Regions from separate parts of the Mus musculus genome. Here regions 1 and 2 are each linked to region 3. The links are chromatin contacts, called in public HiChIP or PLAC-seq and promoter capture Hi-C maps. All regions are on one chromosome and are shown on one strand. Each heading gives the region's core, a stretch centred on a gene start, on an enhancer-like site or on the middle of the called end of the contact. The rest is flanking DNA. Distances are from core to core; before and after follow the strand shown.

What was found. HiChIP or PLAC-seq counts read pairs in DNA pulled down with a chosen protein or histone mark. Capture Hi-C pulls out chosen DNA fragments and counts their contacts.
Region 1: a contact with region 3 is called in an H3K27ac HiChIP or PLAC-seq map of heart atrium, with 7 times the contacts expected there. The contact joins two enhancer-like sites. A contact is called at or near these places in 5 of 39 promoter capture datasets (embryonic stem cells, frontonasal cranial neural crest, maxillary cranial neural crest and 2 more), 4 of 15 datasets of contacts at CTCF or cohesin (CD8 T cells, the NIH/3T3 cell line, large pre-B cells and 1 more), 67 of 484 Hi-C or Micro-C datasets (the 63-12 cell line, the AML12 cell line, B cells and 45 more), 21 of 115 datasets of contacts at active chromatin or transcription factors (CD8 T cells, the HPC-7 cell line, the NIH/3T3 cell line and 16 more) and 1 of 9 other capture datasets (embryonic stem cells).
Region 2: a contact with region 3 is called in a promoter capture Hi-C map of adipose tissue. The contact joins two enhancer-like sites.

The regions. Positions count from the first base shown.
Region 1 is chr3:115,967,965-115,970,664 of GRCm38.p6, forward strand. All of the region lies in intron 8 of Slc30a7 (solute carrier family 30 (zinc transporter), member 7), which reads right to left. Among named protein-coding and RNA genes, the nearest start is that of Mir669n, 11 kb to the right of the region's middle. Within about 2 kb of position 1,392, at least 70 of the 459 cell types and tissues checked have an H3K27ac peak or open chromatin away from gene starts, as enhancers often do. A contact at or near this core is called in the NIH/3T3 cell line, embryonic fibroblasts, heart atrium and 1 more, where this site is marked.
Region 2 is chr3:116,121,501-116,124,200 of GRCm38.p6, forward strand. The region is part of intron 4 of Vcam1 (vascular cell adhesion molecule 1); the gene reads right to left. Among named protein-coding and RNA genes, the nearest start is that of Vcam1, 6.8 kb to the right of the region's middle. Within about 2 kb of position 1,386, at least 35 of the 459 cell types and tissues checked have an H3K27ac peak or open chromatin away from gene starts, as enhancers often do. A contact at or near this core is called in adipose tissue, where this site is marked.
Region 3 is chr3:115,645,738-115,648,629 of GRCm38.p6, forward strand. No RefSeq gene overlaps it. Among named protein-coding and RNA genes, the nearest start is that of Gm40124, 5.5 kb to the left of the region's middle. Within about 2 kb of position 1,449, at least 33 of the 459 cell types and tissues checked have an H3K27ac peak or open chromatin away from gene starts, as enhancers often do. A contact at or near this core is called in the NIH/3T3 cell line, adipose tissue, embryonic fibroblasts and 2 more, where this site is marked.

The DNA.
Region 1 (2,700 bases), core at 142-2,641, 320 kb after region 3:
ATTTGACTTTTCTGGCTCAAAGCCATTGGCAGTTTCTCCAGGTCTAGAACATAAGGTACATTTCCAAGTGTATCTTTTTCCACATGGCAATGCCATTATTGAAAGGCATCTTTTACCCCTGATCTATGATGCTGCATGTGCACAAAAAATGCATCTGCTCCAGGACTCACTGGTCTGAACCGCAAGTCATTTTGCTTTCCAGGCACATCACTTTTAGTTATAAAGACACATGTTAGGCTTGTTTTCCCTTACCTACCTTACAATCAATATTTACTAACTCTTCTCCAGAGATGGATGGAAGGAAGGAAGGAAGGAAGGAAGGAAGGAAGGAAAGAAGGAAGGAAGGAAGGAAAGAAGGAAGGAAGGAACGAACGAACCAAGGGCCATTGCATTTGTCCAAATGTCTCTTTGGCATCTCTGGCAATGATCTCATGGTTTTCTCTCTCCATTGTTTAATATGACAAATAATATGCATAAACTCTGTAATACTGAATTACCTTTGCTTTCTTAGAATGAACACAAATTGTACATGATTTCCAGAAGACTTTTTGAAAATAGCACTGAATGTTCTAAATTATAACAAATCTGGAATTGAATAAATATCAGATAATTCTGAACTCCTGTAGCTTGAAAATCATTTTACAGACTACAGATCTGAGGCCTCCAGGGATGGATTTGCCCATCATTTCTGGTGGTTTTGACAAACACTGGTGCCATTCTGTTGATTTATTTTAAGGAACCAGAATCGCACCACTGTGTAACAAGAAAACATCTGGAGACAATGCACACCCTGCACAAGGACACTCAGTGGACGACAGAAAGCAGCACGAGACCCCGAGGAAGCGCTTGGGACCTGCGCTTTTCTGCTCTCTCACCCAGTCAGCCAGTCATCAGCCACTGGTCTGCACTGACGAACCCTAGCTCTTTTCTAAGTGTGGGGCTGGACATTTAGAAAACAGAAGAGAAAGGAAAAAATGAGTCACATACCTTAAAGTGACCCTTAGTGAGTCACTCAGATATATAATCCCCCATTCTCAAGTGTGTGGGAAACCCGTGGCTCACTTCAATGCAATGGAGTACAACTAAGGCAAAGTGAATTTAAGATGTATTTTGAGGTACAAATGAGTTGATTTTTAGTTCATCAAGGAAAAAACCCTGGCGATGCCTGACTTGATCAGAGCCAAGCCCTTAAGAGTGGGTCTAAAGTATTGGTTGAGGCCAAATACTCCTCTGCGATTCTGAAGAAGCAAGCCACCATGAGCTAACAGCTGCATGCTCAGGATTTCTGCTGACAACCACATAAGTTTGCAAGATGACCCTGAGCCTCAGAGGAGGCTGTAGCCCCAGCCAACACATTAGTTACAGCTTTGTGAGGCCTGAGCAGAGAAGGCAGCTGGGCTCTGCCCAGAATACTGATCATGGAAACTGTGAGGTAACCATCCAGCCTGGGACAATCTGTGTAGTCAGCCATTCCCCACAGCCCCCTTCCTATTTCACGTGTAAGGCTTCAGCCACTTCACAAAGAGAGATCCCATTCATCCCAAACAAGACTGCAGAGAGCTATGCCAGGATTTCACATCTTTGGGGTAGGAAAAAGGGAAAATATGAAATAGTGGCATCTTATAAGCCTTTAAATAAAAGCAACGAAAGTAAGGTACAGTTTTATGCTTTCTTTTTTTTTTTTTAAGATGTATTTATTTATGTGAGTACACTGTTGCTGTCTTCAGATAGACCAGAAGGGGGGGTGGATCCCATTACAGATGGTTGTGAGCCACCATGTGGTTGCTGGGAACTGAACTCAGGTCCATCTGTAAGAGTAGGCTTCCTTTATAATGACTCATGGATGAACAGTGGTCAGAAACAAGGAACTCTACAGTAGGGTTGTCTGGATTTGGATATATGGATATACATTTATATTTCATTAATGACCTCTCCTCCTTTATCTGACAGATCCTGACAAAAAATGCATGGCTCTTGAGGGAAGAGTGAGACTTCTGTTAAAGTAACAGTAAAACTCTACTTCTTGCAATGTTACTTACACACAGAGCTTTTGCAAGCTTCTATTGTAAAGACTCGACTCTCTCATCTCTGCAGGTCAGAGATGGCTGCCCTCATTTAAACTGTAATGTCAGAGTTGTTGTTATTTAGTAATCTTTGCCCTCTGGTTCTGAAAACTCACTCTACTTCTTAAAGCAATCTACAGTGTGTCAATTCTTATTTTCCATTATTAGCCTTGGCTCATAGCATGCTGGAAGTATATCCTGTGTCAACAATCCGTAAAAAGGCATTTAATCACATAATCATGAAACTTAAAAAGCAACAACAACAACAACAAGATCCACATTCATGGATGAGAGCAGAACCATAATTCGAGCCATCCAAGCCTCAGTCTGGGTCTCCAGAACCCAAAACACTACTGTGAACCAAGTCCACGGTGTCAGGCTGAGGGCGGGAGTCCTGCTGTGCTGACGGGCCTATCTACTGACTCCTGCTACATCCAGCACCACTGTTTTAGAAAATGGGGATGATAAATTCAGAGGTGTAAGTAGTTAGGAACAGGGGGGCTTCAGAAGTCTGGGCTTCCGAGACTCCTCAGGGCCGACAGGAAACAGGACGAAGGGGACCATAGATTAGGATACTGTGATTAAAGGCGCATGAAGGCAACCAAGTGCTTTTCCCATAAATAAAGAGCTAAAGTTT
Region 2 (2,700 bases), core at 136-2,635, 480 kb after region 3:
ATTGTTTCTTTTCTACTTTCCCATTCTTCTGCTCACAGGAGAATGTGTTTTCCCATTCTGTTCCTCCATCTCCTCATCCTATCTCTTCTTTAAGACATTTAGACTCAGAAATACTAAATGGCTTAAACTAAATTTGCAAGTGGAAGAACTGAAACTTGATGTGAGATAGGTCTGACTCGAGATCCAACCTTTTCTGTTTCTAGAAAACTAAATCAAGTCATCCTCGCACAGAGGTAAAATGAAATCTAAAAGAGTTACAGGGAAACTACACTAAAATGTCCTCTAATTATCAAGCATTCTCCCATGAATCCTCCTTGTTATTTAGCTTCATTGGGCCTGTGGATTGTAGTATGGGTATCCTGTACTTTATGGCTAATATTTACGGATAAGTGAGTACATACTCCGCACAACCATCAACCAAAGAACATACAAAGGCTGGACCTAGGCCCCCCACACATATGTAGCAGATATGCAGCTTGGTATTCATTTGGGTCCCCCAACAACTGGAGCAGGGGCTAGCCCTGACTCTGTTGCCTGCCTGTGGAACTTATTCCCCTGACTGGGGTGACTTGTCTGGCTTCAGAGGGAGAAGATGTGCTCAGTCTTGCAGTGACTTGATGTGCCAGTGTGGGTTGGTACCCAGGGGTCTCTTCCTTATCAGAAGAGAAGGGAAGGAAGATGCAGGGAGGAGCTATGTGAGGGTGACAGAGAAGAGTGTGGTGGTCTGCGATTGGGATGGAAAGTGAAAAAATAAAGTAATTAATGAGAAAAAAGAACTATTCACATGTATCTATATATTGAGGGTTCAATATAAAGTAGTATCTTTGACAATCATACAGAATCATACTGTAGACAAAATAAAGATGACATTAAGGTGACATCAAATATGTTTGATGCATTATCAAAATACTTTATAGTCATTCAGGGTTGAAAGCTGAGTGATCAGGACTAACATTCAAGTGTCCAAAGTGTTCTCTAGCTTCCAGACACTCAGACTCGGATGAAATGACATATTTTGAGAGAAAGAATTCTAAAGTTTGTTGTTGTTCCTCTGAATTCCTGGGAGTGGCTAGACAACTCTGCAAGTGACAAATGAATCCCCAAAGAACGTCACTAGAGTGTTCTAGCAAGCTGTAGACAGGCAGAAATCTCAGCATACAATTCTCCAGTTTGCAAGGTTCTTTTCTGTACCAGGAAAAGTTGCCGTTCTCATTTTAGTTTGCATAATTGCGGTATTGTAGCATTTTTCCAAAGAAGATGTCCTCAAATTATCTCCAAATACATTAATATGCTATTATATTTTCAAAGATATTATTCAACACAGTGGCTAAGTTGTCCAAGTTCCGCCTATGCTACTGTGAGAACAGGGAACTTAGTAGGAGATTCACTTCCTGTCTGTAAAGAGACTGGCATCTACCACTGTGTATGCTTGAAGCTACTGGACAGAAGCTCTTGAAAGTCGCTGAAATGCCCTTCTAACTTCAGCATGTAAGGTTGATAGCTCACATGATACCACCCCTTCCTGTGCCCAGAATGAATTTTTCCCCCATTTGAAACAGGGCCAATCATTTCAGAATGCAACCACCTCAGGACAGACAGCAAGCTTTCCACACATTCAGCTTTCTAGTATCTTCTCTGATCATTTGAGAACAGCAGCCACCCACCTGAATTAAGTAACTGATGGTGTTTGAATTCTACTTTCTTAACCATTTAAACTTAAAATCCATGTTTTCATAGGTTAGAAAAGAATGTGTTCTCCATATTTACAGTTCATGTTTTCATTCGGCAAATATTTACTAAACACTTACTGTGTGTCAGGTACTATACTAGCCAGCCATAAATCCATTCAAAGGCACAAATGCAAACACAGAGAGTTCCTGAGTTTCTGAGTTTAGGAACCTTGTAGTTAATGGACAAATTCAAAGGCATACTTTTTTTTGTGCTCTTACTGAAGTATATACTTTGATTTATTCATTCCACATTGTATAAATATACCACATATCACACCATACCCAATGTATGCATGCAGTTTTGATTGGTCAATAATTTTTAAAAATAGAGAAAATTAGCTACAATTGAAAAGGCATAGGATTTTAAATTAAGAACAGCATATAAATGAAAGAAAGAACCATTTGACCCCATGCAAATGATGAATTATATTGCGTCTGAGTTTTTCAGCTTCCTCACAGAGCAAGATAAAGACAGAGATAACATATGAAGTAGAAACTCTTGGCAAACATTAGGTGTACAGTCAATTGATGGCCATTAGTAATCTGAGACTTCATTCTCCCATCTGTAAAATGGATAGAAAATGCCCCTTAGTTATTTCTTAGAGGCTGTAGATAGCTTATATAAAATGCCAGAAATACAGCTGATGTTTGAGGATGGTTGTTGTTTAAGAAAATCTTGCAAAATCCCAAATGAAAAATTATAGACTTAGGTAACGGTAAGACGGTTGGTTGGAAAGGAAGTTAGGTCATAGGAAATCATCTTGAAGCAGAGTGGTCAAGATTAAGTAATTTTGAACAGGAGCATATATTCAGTCAAAACAAGTATGTGGCAGTGGAATTCCTGAGTATGTGCAATGAGAAGAGCAGGTGAAGTAACATGAGAATGCCAGTATCCACAGGGCAGGAGAGGCAGACCACGCCATGAAATAAAACAACAGCAAAATGACAAGAGCTAGTAAAGGACAAGTGT
Region 3 (2,892 bases), core at 199-2,698:
CTTTTCACCTTTGTCCTTTTGCTTTCAGTACACCATCCATGACCTAAAAGACCCTCAAGATGAGGTGAGTTGGGAAAAAAAAAAAACAACTTGAATATCTTCCAAATATCTCTGCCTCCTGTCCTCTAGCAAGTCACACACAGTGCTTATGACAAGATATCAGATGTGCTCCTTGTTTTGCCCCAGCTTACGTAGGCGTGCTACGAGAAGGTGTCTGATCTCATCCGGGACACATTTTCAAGATACATGTGCCTCACAAGCTGAAATTCCTTGAGGGTTCTCATGATAACCCAGAAGTTATGGTAGCTTATGCCTGTAGTCAGAAGATTTGGGACATGTAATCAGGAGGATTGCTGTGAGTTCAAGGCCAGCCTGGACTACATAGTGAATGTCATAGTAAATGAAGATACAAAGATTATGTCTCAAAAAAAAAAAAAAAAACACCAACTATACATGCCACAACTACATATACACGTACATCACACAAAACAATTCTCAGAAGAGGAGAATAGCTCATCTCAGTGGAGAACAGAGTAGTTCACATCACTCAGAAGGGCTCTTTGGTGTTAACCAAGGAATCTACCCCCCAAACCCACCATATATTGCATGTTCCTGATGGCTCAAATCCACCTTGCAGTATTAGAATCTGGCTTGTTTCAGATTTGAATTGGATATCCTTGATGCTGTCTGTCCCTGGAATCTACTCTGAAGCCCAAGAATGCTTCCTAACACCTGACAACCATCCTGCTTCACCCTCACATGTGCTGGGAGATTATAGATGTGGCCACCATGCCTACTTGAAATACAACTTGTTGAAATAACCTGAACAGCAAAGGGGTGTGGCCTTCAGACATGCTTGCAAAACACCTCCAAAAGAGAAACCCAAGTCCTCGTTAATTTTGAGTGAGGACTCTCTATGAGGTCCAGGTTGCCTCTGTTTCCTTCATTATAGGGTTTTAGACTTGTCCCATAATGCACAAGTATTGTTCCATCTGACTCTGAAGGCAAAAGGTTTTAGTCCGAGCAGACCAAGGGGTATATATTGAACTAGGCAGTAACTCTGTTTTAGCTCCTCCTGTCAGAGACAGCTTAGAGTAAGGTCCATTTTCTATGGCCCTAGGCTTCTCTAGAACTCTGGGACTTCAGGGACAGCTAACAGAGCATGGGGTTCATAGGTCGTCTTTAATCAGGGCCATGTCAGCCTTCCCAATGGAGGAGAACCTATATTTAAAAACAAGTTTCAAGATCCTGAGTGAATAGAAAAGGTCGTTTCATTATTTAGTGAGTAATGGCCATTCGGCTGTGCTGCCTGAAGCAAAGCAGGTTGCACAGTCTCTCCAGGAGGAGGTGTCTGATCTCATCCGGGACACATTATCAAGAGACATGTGCCTAACGGGGCAGAAACCGTGGAACATTTCCCAGCCTGAGAAATGAATCAAATTGACTTTCCAAAGTCCTCCAGGAACACACATAGAAACATGAGCCGGGAGATACTCTTCTCTGGGCAGCTATGATCAGTTCACGAGGTATTTCCTGGGAGGTCACAGCCAGCCAGGCCACTCTCTGACCCAATTGTGAATGTCATACAATTAAGTCAGAAAACAGACACTCATTTCCAGGAAATGTATTGAGCTTGAATCACAGTCACTATAATAAGTTTAAAAGAGAAGGGCGTGGGATTCTAGAGATAAAATGCATTTTGCCTGGTTCTGGAATTAATTGCCAGGCAAAGTTCTCCCCCTTTCTTCATAGCTTGACAAAAGAGGCCAGCAGTTTGCTGTTGACACCACTGCCACTGAGAATGAGTGGAATCATGTGATGTTCCAATGGTAATTGATATCACTGAACTGGAATTCCAGACTGATCGCTTTACTACATAGGCATATCGGGAAAAGCTAACATTTCATTTTTTTCTCTTATTTATTATTTTGTCATTCAGTTGGGGGTAGCATTCATGGAGGTCCAAGAACAATGCCTGGCAAATACAGAAGTGGATGCTCACAGTCAGCTATTGGATGGAACACAGGGCCCCCAATGGAGGAGCTAGAAAAAGTACCCAAGGAGCTAAAGGGATCTGCAATCCTATAGGTGGAACAACAATATGAACTAACCAGTAACCCCAGAGCTTGTGTCTCTAGCTGCATATGTAGCAGAAGATGGCCTAGTTGGCCATCATTGGGAAGGGAGGCCCCCTTGGTCTTGCAAACTTTATATGCCCCAGTACAGGGGACCGCTGAGGCTGGGAGTGGGTGGGTAGGGGAGGGTATAGGAAACTTTCCGGTTAGCATTGGAAATGTAAATGAAGAAAATGTCTAATAAAAAAATTGAAAAAATACTCTGGGGATTCAATTCTGTCCTCCAGACTTTTTGAGCCAGACTCTTGCTTCAGTTCAATCCCCTACCTTGTTGAAACAGGCTCTCAAGTTCCTGCTGATCTGTGCTCTCCAGGCTGGCTTCCCCTCAAGGCAAGTCTCCCATCTTGCAGTAGGAGTGTTGAGAGTACAGACAGATATATTCCGCTATACCTACTTTTTTCATGTGGGTCCTGAAGACAGAGCTGAGGTTACCAGGACTATACAGCACACTCTTAGACCTGTTGAGCTTTCTCATCAGCTCTGTTTAATATTTTGGAGACTTAGATTTCTCTTCATAAATGAAGACAGTGTCCTCTACCTCCCTGACAGTTACAAAGATTGATGTCTTCTACTGCCTGTGAGATTTTGGATGGATTAATCAGCTTCTTCCCTATACAGAATTCCCCCATAATAATTATATCTAGAGACTAGGGGTGTATCTCAGTGGTTAGAGTACTTCCTAGCATACAGAAAGCCCTGGGCTCCATCCCCACTCCACATTGACCAGGCAGAGCCCTGTATCCCAGAACTCAGGAGA